2 separate regions of the Xenopus laevis genome follow, and region 1 is linked to region 2. A link is a contact called in public Hi-C data. All regions are on one chromosome and are shown on one strand. The core of a region is the stretch at or near the end of the contact, and the rest is flanking DNA. Distances in the headings are between cores, read along the strand shown. Region 1 holds the start of gad1.1.L (glutamate decarboxylase 1). Region 2 overlaps myo3b.L (myosin-IIIb).

Region 1 (5,924 bases), core at 1,377-3,876, 120 kb before region 2:
TAAATGAATGACCCCGGAAAAAAAGAGAATTATTTCAGTTACGTGAATTCAGGCATTCCTCATCCCATAACCAGCGGGGACAGGCAGAGAGCATTCTGGGTATCTGATTAAACCCCCAGCCGATTGCTCTCCCTCACCAAGACCGTACACCAGGACATTTTATTAACCCTTTCCTAGCTCACATGATTAGATTGGCATTCGCCAGCACAACACAAAGTTTTATAAGAAGACCAATAAACAAGTCACAACGTAAAATCTCTGCAGGTCCCATCGACTAAAGGCTAAAGGTTTTTATTGGCTAATGAAGTCTATTCAGATTAATACCATCTATTAAGAACACAGTGCAATGTCCAGAGAGCTCAAGGCAAATGCCTTTATTGTTTCTTTCTCTGATTTGTGAGTTTGATTCCCCCCCTCCATTCTATTTCGTTCCAGAATGATCACAATAATGACTCTCTGTTCATGCATCAGAGCCCCTGCATCCTCCTCAGACTCACAGCCACACTCCCTTCCCTCTCTTTGTCTATGGTGATCACCTCACCCACCTTCCCCCTTTTCAACAGAGTAGCCTAAATTGGTCAGGCAGAGCTGGGGGTAAATTTAACCCCCCAGCCTGCTCCTATTGCCAAGTACAATGCCATCCACTTACATGTAATTTAGTCCCCAGTAGCTGTAATTACTAACAAAATGCTGGGTGATTATAGATTGTACAGAAAGAACATAAAACCAGCAAATTGCACAGATTGTGATTCAAATCACCAGCAAAATCCTGACAGATTTTCTTTTTTTATGCTACATTTTACTTTTGTGACTTAAATAAATCACCCTCCAAACATACAGCTTCCCACACGGGAAAGGGGACATTCAGTTTTATTTTATTGCATTTCCCCTTGTTCTGCTAAATGGAAGGATGAATACAAAATAATGGTTTCCTACTTGTGGGTCGCAGATTGATGGGGTTGGTGTCTTGGTTGGTGTCGGACGATGAAGGGGAAGACGATGCCATCTCTCCAGAGACAATCCTTTTGGACTGATGATTTTGCCTAATGTTCACAATCCTCTTTGAAGACTGGATAGCGAGATCCACCTCAAACATAGAAGGGAAGTCATTGTTAAGACCAAGAAAGCACAGACTCAATAGATCCAACTTAAATGAAGATGCCAATGGCAAGTCAGTGTCCTGGTGGCAATGACCTAGATCCTAATTCTGCTGCGAGCACTTGGCTAACAAAGGGAGAACTTCTTAGGCCATCTCTGGCATTGAGGGCTCCAAGGAGGCAAAAGTCGTTTGAAGTGACATTATTTCCAGGCTTTTGCCTAAGCGATTTGTCCTGTGTAGAACAGACTGGCTCAGTGGAGCATGCGATCTCCAGTAATTATATCAATGGGCACTGAGCTCTCTCATAATGACTTGTGTCGGGGGGAATTGCACAGGGACAGGGGAGGATTAGCACACCAAATTATTTCAACACAAAGAATACAGAGAGATCTAGAAATACTGGCTTGATAAATATGCCTTTTGTGTCTCTGATTCCCCCTAAAATTATACCTGTTTGTGTGTTGGGCTGCACTGAAGGTAGGTAATGCATTTAATATAGATATTAAAGTTATTTGTATCATAAAGCAGAAAACTGTTAAAAGCTTTTAAATGTACATTTAAAGATACCAAATACAGTAAGAATCTATCTATTTATTAATCTAACGTCCACCCTATCTCTCTCTCTATATATAATACAAAGACATTGATGTCTGAAATTTGTACAAACATGTCTCTGGTGCTCTAAAATAAATGAGAACCCTCACTGATTCATTAGTATTGTGTGCTTTTGCACAATTTACCAAATGTCGGTGTGTTGATCAGGTTGGTGTCACCCTCCACAGGTTTTATGTTTCTTCCAATGAAATCAAATATTCATTAGAAATGAATTGATCAAATGAAAGGATGTGTGGTTTATGGGCATCGCTGAGAGCAAGGTGAGCCCTGTATCCTCCTTGAACGAGATGCCAGAGCTGTGAGCATAGGATGGTGTAACAGGTTATATTATCACTTATGCAAGAATTCCTATCTTATCCTCTATCTATCTATCTATCTATCTATCTATCTATCTATCTATCTATCTATCTATCTATCTATCTAACTATCTATCTATCTATCTATCTATCTATCATCTATCTGTCTGACTGTTTGTGACTATCTGTCTATCATATAATTTATCGGTCTGCCTGTCAATCTATATGAGCAAATAATGAAATGAGCAGCTTACCTACTACTGTACCTGGAGGGACCCAAATCCAGAACACTTTAGTCCAACTGGCTGAAGTGTGGACCTAGCAGCCAGATAAACTCCTCTTTATACAAACTCCAGAAAAGAAAGACGTTTGAATGTCAATGGGGGCGCAGGAAGGAATTAAGGATGCCCCTGTCTCCTCCACAAGTGCTTGGATGTGCTATTTTAAAGACAGGCAGGAGAGGCAGTTTGTGTGTGTGCGCAGGCATGAGTCACTGGCGCCTCCTTTAGTCCACACAGTGTGTAGGGAGCACATCACTTGCTGAGCAGCTCGTGTGTCCAGCCACAGGCTAACGTGACTGACTTTCCCCTGTTCCTTTATGCCTGCAGGTTGGAGAGCAGTACGTAGGGAATACTGGGGCTGTACATTATACACCCATCACACTCTTTTCCCATGGAAAAGCCCTCATCTATTATCCCACCCCCATGTTCCAATAGACAGATCCAGATGGGGGGAGAGAGATACAGTTGTTATTCCCCTGAGTCCTGCTAAAGGGGTTAATCAACACTTAAGTTATAAGACGGGGTGAAACAATAGTATTGTGATTGCATAACATTGATTCATTATCCTCCTTGGCTGCTTAAAATCCCCCCTGAACTTCCCCCTTGTCTCAGACACATTTTTGTTTTATTTTAGCACTTTCATTGCATTATTGTCTTCATCGTTTCTTAAAGTTTGACTGCCTATAGTTTGACCCATTTATTTTTTTCTTATTTAATCAGATTTCTTGCTTTAGCAACTGGAAAAGGCGTGCCCAACTTATACTGTTTAATACAGTCTCCAAATATTCAGGCTGTCCTTTTAATGTCATTAAATCCTACATACATTTCATCGGGATGATGGATGTTGTTTGTTTTGTCACCCAGTGGACACTAGAGGGCATCACCGTTCTAGCAAATAAATCCATATCATGAACAATGAGCCTTTTGCAATAAATCGTTCTTAACAATGTATAGGTTCTATAAAGAGAATGTCTATATATATATATATATATATATATATATATATATATATATATATATATATATATATATATAGTCATTTTCCAAATTAATCTGCAAGTTTGAAAAAAAAAAAGAAAAACCCATGATTAGCTTTAAAGTTGGCAAAGACTTAGGGGCTGATACCATCAATTGCTAGTGGTATATAAACAATAAACCAAACACACAGCGTTTATCTTAAATCCTAGGATATTATCAACTATCTGAATTTTTTCTTCAATAAGTAAAACTAAGATGTCAATTATGAGGGATGTAAGAGAAAGTGACCCAATGCAGAGCAATTTCCAAGCTTCTGTCTTTTCAGCACCATGGACAGTGATGGGCTTAGCCTGCCTGAGCGCGTAACACTGCTGCCTGGGAGGTACTAAAAGTGAAAAAAATACATCGAAAACATAGCATCTAATAATACACATGCAAGAATTGTATAATGCAGAACAGATTTTTTGTTTCTATAATTTTTGTCCTGTTTTGAGCCAGGACAGCATAGGAATGTTTCATCAACCACCCACCCAACCTTCTCCACTTCAGCCCGTCCCTCTCTGTTTCCTCTTTTCCTTATTGCTTCCTACTCTTTCTATGTCTTCTCATGTTCCCTTCTGAATCACTTTCTCCTTTTTTAACCCTTCTTGTCCCATCACTCCCGCCTAGTTATTTAGACAATTCCTTATTTGTTATAACTTTTCCTCATTCTTTTCACTGTTGCTAGTAATCCTTATCCCTCTGTCATACTCTTCTCCCTACTATCTTCTCCAGACCACTTCTCTACTTCTTTCTCTCCAGTTTTCCTTATTACATTCTTTATTCTTATGTGTCGCTCCAATTCTGCCCACTCTTCAAACATCACCTCTCCCTTACTTTCTCCAGCCCCACTTCTCTATTCCTTCTTTTTCTCTCTCTCCATTCACTTTTTCTTATCTCCCTTCTTTTCCTGTCCCATTTTGCTATTATTTCAAATTTTTGCTCCACTTTATATTTACTCATTTCTTCTGCCTGCTTGATCTAAGGACTCCTGACACTCTCTGCTCCCATCTTCACTCTTCCTACTTCTGCTTCCCCGGTTAGCCTTGCTCATTTGTTTCTTAGGTTAGCATTTTGATGCTTTGGTGGTTTCACAGTATGCTTTGTGTGTTTACACATATCTACCCATGTAGTTAAGTGTTATACACAATCCCACTGAGCTGTTTCATGGCAGGAGGTCTAAATAAGTCTGGCACTCCCACGTCCTCTTCTAAGCTTGTTCTTGAACCTTCAAAAGTTCTATCCATTTTCATCCTACCTCATGCTGATGGTTAATATCAAATAGCTAAAGTGCATTAGTGGAGAAGGGTCTTTGCATTGGAACACATAGGAAGCTTGGACCTGTAGCTGTTGCTTTCCGTCTTGTGTCCTACTCATATACACATTTCACTTTGACTTTGTTTTAAGCCACTTTCCATGTAATTAAAAAACTATTCTCTCAGTTATCTCCTAGAGATCATGTCACACATTCTAAGCTTTTCTATACAAATCTATTTAGAAATGAGGCTCTGTGAGGAGGGCTGGAAATAATAAGCATGAGGAGCCAATAATAATCATGCAGGCTACTGACGTGGCTTTCAATGAGAAGGCTGCATCGATCAAATGGGGGATATGATCTCTCACAGATGTTATCAATGCATGTCAAGTTATATTGTCCAGCTGATTCATTCTTCATGTGCTTGTTTTAGACATTTTGATGAATCAGTCTCATAATAACACAACATTTAGTGATACTATCTCACATATCACAATAACATGTTTCATAAATATGCTCCAAAATGCTGTGCCAAAAGATAGAAAAAGATAGAGGTTTTTAAAACCCAATGCATCATGGACTGTCTAAACAAAAATTTGGCTTTAGTAGGTAATGGCTTGGCTCAGGAGTAAAACTAAGGTAGGTCTAAACAAGTTATAGGTTAGTCTGGATGTCACATTCCGCTCATATTCCTGTTATTCAGCATCATTTCCACCATAGCTAGAGTTATAGAAGAGGAGGCAATGTAGGAAAACAGGGGTAGCGATTTAATGAATCAGGCTTTCCATTCTGCTGCACCTTTAGCTGTATCTGTGCATAGCTAATATATTAATATTACAGTAAATTTTATATATTTCTTCCCTAAAACTGACTCTTTATATACCCTAATGCTCTAAAATAGGAACCCCAAGCTTAACTACAGATGCACTGGAAACATGCTTTCAAGCCCAGCTAGGCTCAAAAATGTAAGCAAACGCTCTATGCTATTGGGCTAAACTTGCTCATAATTTAATGTGCCATTGGATTTTGTTTATTATTTGTTTCTGGCCCGTGTGCAGCTTTGGGTCCCACATGAAGCACCTATCACTGAGTTGAGTATTCTGTTTCATTTTACCCTTGATAGCATTATGGCGCATACTGGAAGTTGTAGTCTAGAAACATTTGCGCAGAGCAACACTGCTATGGAAGGTGTTTGTTCCCTTTAAACATATTCTAGTAGTTCTCTATATTGCTTTGCATTCAGTTCTCTCTAGTTGTATGTGTTTTCTTGTGAGGTGACTGGCATCTTGAAGGAAATTAAAGCTGTTACAATTATTTAATAAGTGCATTGGAACACTAGGTTCCCCCTTTATCAGTACCAG
Region 2 (5,813 bases), core at 81-2,580:
CTGGCACAGCACAGGTACTCCATTACATTAGGAATTTTACTTACATTTATGTTCTACTCCTACATACTCTTTCTTGGCCATGTTTTATCATTTACAAGTTATCTTTTGTTTAAACCTGTATGACCTTGTCTTCAACAGCTCCAGCCAAGTCTCTCCTAGTTGCAACCAGGATCATTGAGGTGAGCAACTTTAACCCACCATTTTCAGAAGTCCATAAACTTAGACATTACATTGCTAGAACTGCAATGTATTGCAGAATGAATAAACACCTGCAAAGAGTTGACCATGCTTTTGAATAGCTCATAGACAGGTACAAGCTACAGAGAACTGCCCAACCACTTCTGTCATGTCTGCTGCTAATCATGCCCTGATACTGAGCAACCAGTGGCCTATGCCATTAATGGAAAGTGAATCATTTGATGGATGTGTGTCTTTTTTCAACCATACTTACTATGTTACTATGTTATAGTGATCTCTGCATCTTATATACTTACAAGGAATTAAAAGGTAGCATTATTAAAGTCACAAAGTTTGCACCAGGTATAGCAACCCATAGCAACCAATCAGAAGAGGATGAAAGTGAGGAAAAGCTACTACCTGTTAGTTCCTTTTGATTACTAGACCTGGAAAAAACTTTGTGATTTTTATTAAATTATCATTTAAGCAGGGCTATATGTAGGTACTGGAAAGCATGTGCCAAGGGTAGCAACTTTGGGGTGGATGGCCAATTGTGTAGAAAAAATCTGTTCCCTTTTTTGTTTTAAAGGGCACCTGTTACTCTAAAATATCTCCCCCACCAAAGTAGTAGGCTAATAGAGACCACCCTTTGTTTGGGAGTAAAAATAGGTTGTTTTCTTTAAAAAACTGCCCTATGAGCACTAGGACGCCTGCATTGGGAGGGAGTGAATGCTGCAACTTTCTCAATATGTGAATGCACAAGACATCAGATGATCATTATGCGCATGAGCACTGCATAACATGTAGGGTTGCCCCCTTACCCCTTTAAAGCCGAACACATATAGAATACACAGCCTGCATGGCTAATTAGAAACTCATTTTTAAATGCATGCTGCAGACTGAACTGATTTATGAGCAGCCATGCATCTAAATGAATTGCTAATTAGCCATGCAGGTTGTGTATTCCATGTGTGTTGGGTTTTAAAGGGGTGAGGTGGCAACCCTAACAACAAGGTGTCCTAGCTGTGGCGGGCCAATTGTGTTTAAAATAAACTGTTACCCCCACCCAGAGAGTAGGCTCTATTAGCCCACATCTCTGGTGTGGGAACATATTTTAGAGTAACACATGCCCTTTAAGGCTCCAGCCCAGTGCCCTACACTTATTGCAACATTGGGTTGGAGCTGAGCAAGATCTATGTAATCTTCATATGGACTATATTATGCATGTATCATTTGGGCAGGAGAAGAGGGACATGAGAGGAAGTGCACAGGGTAGTGCCAGGTATTATACCAGCGTTGTCCCTAAGGCAGTGATCCTCTAACCAGTGGCTCGTGAGCAACATGTTGCTCCTCAACCCCTTGGATGTTGCTACCAGTGGCCTCAAAGCAATTGCTTATTTTTCAATTCCAGGTTTGAAGGCTAGTTTTGGTTGCATAAGAAATAGGTTAACTGCCAAACAGAGCCTCCTGTAGTCTGCCAGTCCACATAGGGGCTACTAAATTCACAATCACAGCCCTTAATTCATTCAACACAGGACCATTTCTTATGCTTGCGTTGCTCCCCAACTCAATATGGCTCATGGCTAAAAAAAGTTGGGGACCCCTGCCCTAAGGCATTAAAGAATTCACTTTGCCAAGTCAGGGAACTAGTGAAACATAACAGCCAATCAGTGTTGCAGATCCCCTGTTTGAATAACAAAGACTAATTTCGTTATTATTGGTTACTAGGGTATACTAGACCTGGTAAAATCATCGCAACTTGTTTTATATTGATGTACTAAAAGTTTTTCACAACTAGACATAGAGAGATATCCATATTTTATATTACTAGTGGATATTTATTTTTTCTGGATTTTGGGGACGGCAGGGAGCTCTACAACAGTTTCATCACATTCTCAAATCCATGCAATCCAATTGTATAGCAGGAAAAGAACATATTTAAATAGGCTGCATTTTTTTCCATTTCAAGTCTTTTGCTGCTGGTGGCCTTTCTCCTCTACTTCCTAAATAGCCCAGTGCATATCTGCTTCACTGCTTATGATAATGAGGCCAGTTAACAGCCATTGGGCAGCACATATACTAGAAAAAACACGCTCTAGATTATTTGGCGTCTCAGTTCTGGGTGTTTGTCTGAGGGGAGATGGAATGCCCAGATGCAGATGTAATCACTGATATTCACTGAGATAATGTCACTAACATATTAAAATAAGTCAAGCCTTTCTTGCAGTATGAGTGTGCTGGAATTTCAATTTGTTCAGTCAACCAGATGAGCTTGTTAAATATGAAGAACCTTAAATCCTGAACCTCTTGTTTAGTCCTCATTGTATATACTTTCCACACAAATGTTGGTCAGTACGGGGTAATCTACTACCAGCTGGACAGAGTACAGAGTTATGTCAATACAAATGGCATGGTGTGGTTTACTGAAATAGAAATACATCAACATACTGTTCTGGTTTTTTATTAGTACGTTTAATATTAGTTTACTATAAGTGGAATAAAAAAAGCAAATCTATGGCCTTTTCATTAAACAGGGAATACAGAAGATATATTCATACATGTTTCTTGTGGTTTCGAGTTTTGCTATGCAAGTGTGGCTTGAGCTAGAGCTGAACAGCGATGCATATTAATTTCTCTTTAGCAGTGAAGTCCTGCCACCCTCTGGGCAAAGACAGAAAAGCAGCCAGTTTCCTTCTTTTTTTTAAATGATGGGGCTAGCTGAAGATAGGAGGCAGGGAATATAAATGCAATTTGTGAGCAGTTCACCATAATAAAGGAAAATAAAGATTACAAAGTGGGCACAGTATGATGCTTCCAGTATCTGTTGGTAAATAGATGAAATGCTATAATTATTTTTCATTTATGAGCTGCTAGTATAGTATATTGTGCTATAAAACATACCAGAGCTGTCTTTGGGGAGTACAAATAAGAGCAGTTAGATTGGATCTGCATATATAGGGGCCCAGAGAACAGCAGTTGTTGGTAGGATAGCAGGAATATTAGAGCAAGGTTAAGCAAGTTATTAACAGTAACACATTTGGGGTAATGTAACAACATACACAAAGTTAACACCAGGTCCAGCAATTCATAACAACCACTCACACATTTGTTTTCTAACAAACCCTGTTAAATTGGACCTGCCGCCAACCTGAATTGGGTACTTGGGCCCTCATCTCTGGCAGTTATTCTGCACGCCATCAATGCAGGTGGAATATTCTAAAGGCACATTTATTGGTCACCAGGCACCACCCTGGTGCCTGGTGTTATGCAAAGTTTTGGTCATTAGAAGAGGAGGTTTAACTTTTGTTGAGGAAACTAATTATAGATATACTTATAGACAGTATCACAGTGTATTCTATACTGAACAGATTCTGATTTAGCAAACTCTCTCTCTTAGTGGCCATAATTGATTTGCTCAGGTGGGTTTGGCAATTACAATCTTGCTGCCCAACCACTTTGGCCTGTATAGGATCATGATGGGCACTTTAGCCAGACTGTACTGCAATCCTATTAGATCACAGTCAGTTCATAAATTAGTTTATGTATGGCCATCTTAAGACTATACAGACAAACCACTTAACAATTTAGTTAAACTTGAAGGTCAACTGCAATGTATATTTGTGCCTTGTCTTGCTACAAGGGAATTTGGGACCTTGATGCACTAATGCTAAGAGAAGGGAAGCACAACATCTGTAAGGGTCCAGTCTCCCCATAGAAGGGAGAGGGTGGCAGAACTATCTAAGTGTCTTCATAGTATGGATATCAGAAACAAGCATGAGATGAATACTTCTCCTCTGGCTTTACCTTGCCTTCTGTAGCTGCAAGTGGATGGTCAGGATTATGACCTCTAGAACCTTTTGGTACAATTTCCCATATATAATGCCTGGACTTCCACTCTTGCCCTAATAATTGCTTTTCTCACTGCTCGGTAAATAAAGATATTTTTTATTCTTTTGTCCCTGTTTGATAAACTTGGAACAAAGCATGCAACATCTGTCAGCCTTAGTCATATCTGTTTATAATGAAAAAGGACAATGCAATTACCTTGTTTTTGCTATAGATCCCGATTGCTGTTGTACCTGGATGAGTTTGGCCAGCTGTCTTTGTAATGCCATATCTTTGCCTTGCGCTTGTTTGATGAATGGATGCTCTAGAAGATGAATGACTGATGGCCTCTTTTCAAAATCTTTAATAAGACACCTATAAGGACATAATAGGAAAATTATATGGGCAGATGTTCTTTTGTATCTTCATTATCATGACAAGCTCACCTGCAAATCCACATTACTCTTCAATGCAGCATTATGGCCAATTAATGCAATTAGAACAGAAAAATCTCAATTACACACAATGTGCAGCAATGATTCCAGATTATATAGAAAAACAAAATCTATTAGAGCCACAGAATATTTTGAAATAATGAATATTTTTAAATATGAGTGCATTTGTCATTTGTTTAAATAAGGGTGTGGCTGCACGTGCAACATGCACCTTCACTCATGTATTTTTTTTTGGCAATTATATACAATATTTGTTTTACAAAAAATGAAGAGGATGGGCTAAATAATCTGCAGCAGCACCAATAATTCCCTATAACAAATTTATTTTGTGTACTTGTGTATTAACCACTTACCATGTACTTAGGCATGTTTTTTTTTTGAGCCTGCAAAATCTCACAGTTGGAGGGCATGTATAAGAACACCCATACATTGCCTGCGTGATGCCCATAATGGCACAGGTGCATTTGCAAACAGCTGGTATATAAGGATGGGCGAATTTGACCCGTTTTGTTTCGCTAAAAATTCACTGCCAGCGAAGTGTCGCTGACGGCCATTAAAGTCTATGGGCGTCAAAAATATGTTGTAGCGCGGCGAAATTTTTTTGACAATCGTCTTTTTTTCTTTGTCGTACAACGCCATACAAGTCTATGGGCATCATTTTTGCGGCAAAAAAATTTGCCCATCACTACTGGTATATCTTGCTCCTGTTTTCTAGCATGACTTGCACCTAACAGAAAGTGCTGGCACATAAATACTAGAGTTCTGTAAAAAAGCAGCATTGTAGGAAGAAAACTCTGCAAATTATTCTAATGCTTTGCACCTTGACCCTGTTCATAATTGGGGCCCAATATAGCTTAAATACAATATGCTTTATCCAAAAATACATAAACACAAGCAAAATATGTCATTGCTGGGCAGAACTGAAGGTAAACATAACAAACAATTTGTACCATTTTCACACAAGACATATCCCCCATATGTAATACAAGCCACTGGGGGGCATTTATACATTTTGCACAGTGTATATTTATTTGCAAATGCTTGTATTGCTCATGTTTTTTTATTGAACACTGAAATATTGCACTGCTCAGCCTGTCTTTCCATTTTTTTTGTGAATTAGCATTGCGTACAAATATTTGTAAATGACCGGGGGGGGGGGTTTGCGTGAGAGGTTGTTGTGTGTAAAAATAGTGGTGACAGTAAATTAAATTCGCAATTTGCAAAACTGTTTTGCGAATATTTTTCTGCCACCAAAGTTGTGGCGTAACTCAAACAAACTCTTATCCAGCTATATAAATATAACCATGCGCAAGGCAAATATGTTCACTGTGCAAATCATTCTGTGCTGCACAAAAT

Evidence for each region. A called contact is a pair of places that touch in the nucleus more often than the background predicts.
Region 1: a Hi-C map of the XL177 cell line shows a contact between it and region 2, with 4 times the contacts expected there. The contact joins the promoter of gad1.1.L here to the enhancer-like site in region 2. A contact is called at or near these places in 3 of 4 Hi-C or Micro-C datasets (the XL177 cell line, the XTC cell line and animal cap).

What each region holds. Positions count from the first base shown.
Region 1 is chr9_10L:75,636,048-75,641,971 of Xenopus_laevis_v10.1, reverse strand. gad1.1.L (glutamate decarboxylase 1) reads right to left here and starts at 2,626. Exons shown (of 17, transcript XM_018233979.2): 1 at 2,265-2,626; 2 at 937-1,087. The coding sequence starts at 1,006.
Region 2 is chr9_10L:75,517,133-75,522,945 of Xenopus_laevis_v10.1, reverse strand. It overlaps myo3b.L (myosin-IIIb), which reads right to left. Exons shown (of 34, transcript XM_041576285.1): 9 at 4,222-4,377. Among protein-coding and RNA genes, the nearest start is that of myo3b.L, 72 kb to the right of the region's middle. Within about 2 kb of position 1,330, at least 1 of the 7 cell types and tissues checked has an H3K27ac peak or open chromatin away from gene starts, as enhancers often do.